Regions from separate parts of the Gossypium arboreum genome. Here region 1 is linked to region 2. A link is a contact called in public Hi-C data. All regions are on one chromosome and are shown on one strand. The core of a region is the stretch at or near the end of the contact, and the rest is flanking DNA. Distances in the headings are between cores, read along the strand shown.

Region 1 (4,077 bases), core at 371-2,870, 700 kb before region 2:
CTTTCAAAAACAAAATAACTTTAATTATCTATGCAATTGACATGGCAGTGCTAGCATATTGTCAAAAGATATACCCTAAAAAGGCTTCTTGCGAAGCCCAAAATATATTGTCAAAGTTGCTAACTGAGCATGAGACGGATTTCAAACTCCAGCAGGCAGAATAATGAGACAGAAGGCCAAACTAGCCAGTAGCCCCCAATGGAAGGGATTTCCTCAACAATTCAACACATCTAACAGGGGAAATGCATTTCTGAAAATATTTCTAAGTTCATCAGAGAATCAAGCAAGGGAAAACCAAAGACAAGGGCTTTCTATCATGAACCTTTGCAAAATTCATCCTCTCAACCATAATCATTGTTGAGAAAACAGGCTAGAGTCCTCTAGCATGAAATATCTTCCATCCTAAAGCAGGTAGTTCACATATCCCCCTATTCTGGGATAATGACTCACTCGAGCTTGAAGTTCAAAATTTCTCAGCTTAAAACATGAGTGACATTATGGTACCTTTTGATCCGGTCACTATCCTACATTCCTATTTTCCCAATTTCAAACATATCCAAAACACCACTAAGCTACAAATATTAATATTACATGAACACGTTAAAAAAACTATAAGGTAGCATTTGGGGTCTTGGGTTTCAAACTTTGGATTTGAATTTCGAGAATAGTGCAAATTGAGTGATAATACACATACAAATATATTACTCATGATTGTTTCTCAAATCCCTGGATTTGTTGGATGCCTAGTAGTGAATTTGAAATTCCCAAGGAATTTAACAAATTCATGCTTTTTATACTTTCCAAAAACGCATTATATTGAAATTCATCTAATTTATTCATAATATATACAATTCATTCTCACAATTTATATAGCAAATGAAATCCAAATCCAAGAGTTTCAATTTCATATTCCCAAATGCAGCATAAAGAAAATTGAATTGAACTAAGGCAAAGTCAACTAATCAAGTCAGAGATTTGAACTCACGAATGGAATCTTGGAGGCCTTATCATTCCACCAAGCCAAAAATCCCAACGATGCAAAGAAGCTCAAGCCTCCACACATCCAAGCTAATGCCTCATACTACTCCCAGAAAAATGAAACATAGGAACAAGAACAGAGAAAAAAAAAAGAGTAATTTCTTCAAATAATCCAAAATCCCACTACCATAAAACGCAAATGAACATTTAAATAGAGAACTTACTTACCTTTCCGACGGTATCAGCGATTCGATCAATACAAGGTTCTGGAAATGCAGTTCCATTGTCCCAAATTAGCTCGTCATTTACAGGAAGCTGAAAGGTTCCAGCAGGAGTAAAATTGTAGGGTTTTGGGTTAGTCTTTTTAATGATTTTAACTGAATAGATCTGAAGAATTATGAAGTGATTGAGCTTACGGGCTTGTCGGGAACGATATGTTTGCCGACAGGGAGACCCATACCGGAACGGAGTCGAAAAGAAGAGGCGACGGAGCGCGATACGACGCCAGTTCCGCCCATTATACGTGACGCTACGTTGCTCAATCTTCCTGCCATTTCTTTTCTCCTCGGAACTTTCTGCAGAACCAAACTCTGGTTTCTGTATTAATATTTAGCTATGACTAATTCCAATGGGCCATTTGCCCACGATAGGGATAGATAAATGATATTCAAACGATAAACAAAACGTAATGGATTCGAAGCCGAAGCCCATCAATATGGACCTATGGAAACCTTTTTAGTGTCAAAATTGTGATATTTTAACTTGTTCAAATATCAGGTTTTAGGTTTGATTTTCACATTACATAAACTGTTCTGTTTCTAAATATATTCTAGTCGTCCAAATTTATTTTGATTCAAACCCAAATATATTCTAGATATTTGGAGCTGTGAGTCTATTTGTATTCATAATTTTTTAAGTACATATTACAAATTGAAGGGAAAACACGACAATAGATTTTAAACTTTAGTCTTTTGACGGTGAACAAAGGACTTAATCACTATTCATTAACGCTTTAAAAATTTTAAATATATTTTTTTCAAAAACTTAGTTTAAGATAAATATTTAACTTGACTTTGAAATTAAGCCTCTTTCGTCTCAAGGTCCTCCAACACTTAACCTCGACCTTAGATCTTGCAAGTTTCTATTATCACCCAAAGTTTCCCTTTATCTTGAAACCACATACAAATGTATTTAAATTCCTTCAACCCTGAGGGGTTTAAAGAGTCCATAACCTCTTTAAGGTCCTCATATAATCCATCGGTGCTTAAGACGTCAATCTCTTAAAATTTTTATATCTCTTCATTTTTATTAACCTCGTAGTTATAGCTCCCTAAGAGGAGTTTGAGGAGTTCATGTGGCACATCCATGATTGTCCCTTGCATTTCATAGACTCGTCATCATAAGATACCCCAAGTAGCAACGATCTTTTCCTCCAAAAAGTTTGAATGCCCCACTCATGCTCCCTTTATGATCACCTTGGTACTTGACACACTGATCCTTAAGGCCTTCGTAATCTTTCCCCCAATTTACTCAAAGGTTTCAATCCTCAAAAACCAATAGGAGTCTAAGGAGCATTCAAGCCACCTATAGAGTCCCATCGATACAAGAAAAGATGTGAGTGTAGGGGTATGATGAGCAAATGCTTATATATTTTAAGTCTTAATTCCCTCACATTTGCATTGTTCTTAATTAATTTTTAGTTAGTTTTGTATAAATAGGTCCATTTTTCCATTAGCTATTGAAAAAAATTAGTTTTAAGTTATTCTTAATGTTTTTGTGTTCTTGAGTTACAAAGCTTTTCCAAAGTCTTCTTGTAGACATTAGATTGAGTTCAAGAGAAAAAAAAAGCATATTCGAAAGAGGTGGAAAAAGGAAAAAGCTGGAAAATGCAAAAAGTCTGAATCTATTTGCAAATAATTCACTTTACATAAACACAAAAAGTAAGAATATGTTCTACTTTTCGTCAGTACTCGAGTTTCAAATTTGTGATATTTATTAAATTAATTAGGCTTTTGGTCTTTTCCGCTCTAGCTTGAGATCTTGCCTTAGAAAAGCCTTGTAAATGGTAGAAGCATGTTGGATTCCTTAGGTTGCCTTAAACTTTTGATTACGTTTTCTTAGGTTAGAAAGTATAGAAAGTTTGGAGAGTTTGGTTTAGTAGTTTTTATTTGTTTTTAGTTTTGTAATAATTTGTTTTTACTTTAAACTTTTAATTTTCTTGTAAATTACAATAACTCTTTTAGAGATTCTTTATTATTAAGTTGTCTTAATTTGACGTAATTCTTTGGTTGTGATACCTCATTTTAATATCTTTTATGTTGTTTTCCAATTTAAAATGAGCAAAATTATTTATGCGGATGGGAAATCCTTATGTTAGTGGCTTAGTAATTGAAATAGGATTAAAACTTAAGAATAAGACAACGATTTAATTCTATAATTTGTGCTCATGTATTAATTCTAGTTGACTACTATGTTGATATAATTCCTAAAGAGACAGTGAGGTTGTGAGAACTCCTCTACTCTACTTTAGTGATCTAATAAGAAATTACCCAAAAATATTTTTAGGAAAAACAACCAACTGGGGACCATATTGCATTGTTGGAAAAATTGGTTATTGTGCAACAAAACTTGAATTTTTTTTCATAAAACTGGATCTTTAGTTGTGATATCTATAGTAATAAATCTCACCAAATCTAGTTCTTGTGTTTTCCAGCTAGGGAGTCTCACTGAATCTTAGATCTAGCATTTAAATCCTTCTAGCTTTCGATTGAATGATATTCTCTACTATTCTCGAATCTTCAAATACTAAGAGAGTGGATTCTTATTAAGAATTAAACATAAAACGAAAATTCAAACTTTCTTAGGGGAAAGTTAACTTTTTCTATGGAAAACCAAAATTGAAAATTTGTAATCACAAATTTGAATTATAATTGCCAAGGAAGTTGCAATTATAATCTCACAAATCTGAAATTCAGTACTTACGAAAAGTAAAATTTATTTGAACTCAAATAAAATTTAACTAAACTTTGACAGAATATCCACTTATTATTGTTCTATATTTTCGACTATCCTATAATCCTTATATATAAGAAAAAATCA
Region 2 (3,959 bases), core at 1,033-3,532:
AATGGTAACTGAGAACATTAAAATTGAAACATTTAAAACTAATACTTGATATGTGTAAAGTAGATGACACTAGAAATAGGTGAAGGAAAGGAAGAAGAGAAAAAAACAAAAGAAGCAGTCGTCAAGATGGGCATATCACTCCATATGCATTGGTGTTGAAATTCAATCATTGATTCTTCAATACAGAGAACATGAAATTCTAGTCGCCAAAATGACGTCTCCTGAAATCATAAACAGAATAAATATTGGTTAGAATTAAGCATTGATTGATTTGGCAACAAGTAATTAAGGAGTTGAATAGTAGCCACCAGGATTCAATTCGCCATTCTTGTCCAAATTTGATTCGAACACGAGGAGAAGCTTTACGAAAATTAAGGATGGTTGCTATAATAGAATTAGCTTCTTCCTGGATTGTATCAGAAAGTTGTTGAGGGTAGCCAGATTTAGTAATATCTTGTAACACATTGTCATGCATCACACTCAGATCACCTAGCCGCCAAAACAGCCATAGTTTTCGAAGATTCACAGCCTTCTCCAACAGCAACCTCACCAACAACATTTCACCATCAAATCCTGAAAAGCATCTCACCTCAGCTATTTCCAGCTTTTCCAGATTTCCAACTTCGTACGGATTACGTTGTGAACTCTCGCCCTCCTCATATTCATCTGCCACGTGACCTTCGCTTATACATTGGCAGAACACAGCCCCACTTTCCCCCCGAAACTGTTCATTCATTTCACTAACCCGTAATTATAAGAAAAGCATCATTAATTTCAATTAAGTTTTAAAAGTATTGGTCCAGAACTTACATCTACTGCAATTTCTATGAGAGAGGGGGAATCCCCTAAGAAGGCAACCAGGTTGTAAACCGCATTTGGAGATTTTAGTGGACCATACCAAAAAACATGCGTGAGATTTTGGAATGTTTGGAATGGGATGCCTCTTGTGTAGTACTCTTTTGCGACGAACTTATTTATACCAAAGCAATATATATATATATATATCAGAAACAACTGTATATCCAAGAATATGCGAGATTAAAACAATGTATGAAAAATAAGACGAAACAAAAGGTACCTCCACAACCGCAAAATTTAGAATCATAGTGTTCACATGCCTGATTTGATCGATCAATTCTCTAACGTGGACAGTATATGCCTCATTCATTGGTTCCTCCCTCCCTTGCAAGTGTAAAATTTGTAATACCGGACAGTTGTTCAAATAAAATTTGGTCAAGTCACCTGAGTAAACCAGGTTTCCGACAAGTGGAGCATCAACACGTAATGACCTGAACTCCCCATCATCACTATCTTCAAGACACCTAAAACTAATCAGCCTAAGATTTGGACCACTGATGTTAACATTCTTAAGCCCCTCACACATATTAATGACCAATTCCTCAAGAGGGACGCATTTACGAAGGCACAAATCCACAGTCGCATCTGCAAGTTTGCAGTTGGTGAGAACAAGAAGCTTAAGAGAAGAAAAGACTGACGCAGCAATAGGTTGACCAGGACGAGGTGGTTTAAAGTCAACAAAGCTTAAAACAAGGTGCTCCAGTATTTTACTTCGATTGGAGAAAAGAGAATCTGGCAACTGAAAGAATCTCCTTGCTAAAGAAACTGACATGAGGCCTATCGTCAGTTGACGGACGTTCTTGGAGAGTGCAAAATTGACCCATCTTTGTACATCAGGGTTAGAACGCTCGCTAACGTGGCCAACAGTGGTGAATTTTATGATCTGAGGAGATAGGAGGAGTTCTAAGCAGCGAGTAATTGGAGAATAGTCGGCTTGGTTATCGGAGAAGGGTAAACTGTGGAAATCTACGCCTTGGGTGTGCTTCCAGAGATTACTCCACCTTTTACTTAAGATGCTGGTTCGGACAACCGAGTCCATGGGCATCTTGGATAGAATGCGGAAAAGCACTGTATTAGGTAATGCACTGAGTCGGTCTCGTCTACGAGTTGTTCCGGCGTTCCAATCTGAAACCTGATCCTTGGTCATTTCCAACCATTCCAGCCTTCTGTTCACAAGACGACGAAGACTAGAATCCATGACAACTTCCATCTTTGATCAACAAAATCCAACGACTACAAACTGGAAACAAAGAAAGCAAGAAGATTGTTTAATCAAGTATAAAATGGGAATCCACTCTTTCTAAAAGAAAACAAGAACAAGAATGAAAGAAAAAATAAACATGAAAAGACACTTCGGTTTTTTCTGTTTTTGGTCGATCATTTTTTCCCCTTTAATTAACTGATTAATAGCAGTTTCAGTTGACACCAGTAAATTTTATTTCCAGTTGTATAAAATTCGATTAAATATACCCATAACTTAAGGTAGGAAATTGTCATTCATTAAAGAGCGAGCACGGAGCAAAGCAATCCAATGTACTGGGCTGGATTCAGTTTCCACCCAAATGGATTTAATATAAGTGAGAAACAGGGCCCAACACAATAGGCATACTGATTGTGCGGTCAATGATTTTATCAGGGAGATAGACATGGACCACTCTAATGTAACCAAAATACATTGATATGGAACTGTTGGGGAAACTAATTAGAAAGGAATATGTGAGACAAAGCAAAACACCTGATATGTAGTAGCAAACCAGAGTTCTTAAACTGGGTTGAGATCAACAGGGACGATAAAGAGATTATTGATGAGCTAGTTACCATGGAACTAAATAGAATTAGAAGCGATTGTCAAAGGCGGAGTGGGGGTTGATGAGACTCCTTTCATGAAATGTTTTTGGTGTTGGATCAAGACCAAAACAAATGGCTATTAGAAAATCGTTATAGGATATTAAATCGGATATGAAGTTGATAAAGAAGTCAAAGGTTGATGAGGTTAAATCTGGTGTTTGATTTTTTTATTTTTTATTTTGTAGGAACTTAGAAAACAGATCAAGAAATCACAGCAAAGTCTTGAGCTAGAAGCTACTGTAACTTGCTGAACAAACAAGGAAATCGACTTAAATTGTAACAAGAACAGATTACTCAATAAGAACCAAAACAAGAAGAGAATTCTGGTGAATGATTCATCATCTCATTTCTGAAACAAAGCATTACATATATCAAGTAATCAACTTGTCAAAAAGATGAAAATATTGCCTAAACACACCTAACTCCACTAACAAAGTCTTGAAACGTACAAAACTTTGCTTGCACACTTGGTTAAGATGATTTATCAAATCTATCAGCACCAAATTGCATCAAATCCCTTACATACTTAGTTCTAGTGTAACTAAGTAGCAAAAACATCAACTAAAAAGTAACAAAACAGCAACATATTCTTCAGCTGCAACTTGCATGGCTCGAACTGCTATGGTCTGCATGAAAGCCATCTTTTAACATTCCTTCTTGGCTTTCATGCTGCAAACTCCTAATCTAGCTCTCAAATTCTCGAACCTTGGTACACCAAGAGGTTTTATGAATATATCAGCTAACTGATCTTCAAAACTGCAATGAACCAATTTGATTTCTTGAGATTGTTCCACTTCTTTAACAAAATGAAACTTGATCTTAAAATATTTTGTTTTGCGATGAAATACTGGATTCTTTGCAATTGCAACAGTAGATTGATTATCACTTCTGATCTCTATTGCTTCTATTTGATGTAAGTTCATATCTGCCATTAGCTTTCTTAACCAAATTTCTTGATTAACAGCTGATGCAGCTGCAACATATTTAGCTTCAGCTGTTAATTGAGCAACAATGGATTGTTTCTTTGAACTCCAACAAAAAACAGCTAATCCAAGGGTAAACAGATACCCTGAAGTGCTTTTCATATCATCAGTTGATCCTGCCCAATCACTATTAGTAAAACCAACAAGCTTTATGCTGTCAACCTTGGTGAACATAATTCCAAAGCTCAGAGTTCCTTTGATGTACCTGAGAACTCTCTTTGCAGCTTGAAAATGGTTTACATTGCAATAGTGCATGAACCTGGATAGGAG

What was found. A called contact is a pair of places that touch in the nucleus more often than the background predicts.
Region 1: a contact with region 2 is called in a Hi-C map of leaf, with 2.7 times the contacts expected there. The contact joins the promoter of LOC108468154 here to the promoter of LOC108469471 in region 2. A contact is called at or near these places in 2 of 5 Hi-C or Micro-C datasets (both in leaf).

What each region holds. Positions count from the first base shown.
Region 1 is chr8:12,853,138-12,857,214 of ASM2569848v2, reverse strand. LOC108468154 (NADH dehydrogenase [ubiquinone] 1 beta subcomplex subunit 8, mitochondrial-like) reads right to left here and starts at 1,620. Exons shown (of 4, transcript XM_017769026.2): 1 at 1,395-1,620; 2 at 1,207-1,293; 3 at 986-1,081. The coding sequence starts at 1,532.
Region 2 is chr8:12,152,182-12,156,140 of ASM2569848v2, reverse strand. LOC108469471 (F-box/LRR-repeat protein 13-like) reads right to left here and starts at 2,282. Exons shown (of 4, transcript XM_017770352.2): 1 at 1,079-2,282; 2 at 811-969; 3 at 309-724; 4 at 1-221. The coding sequence starts at 2,068. The coding sequence ends at 200.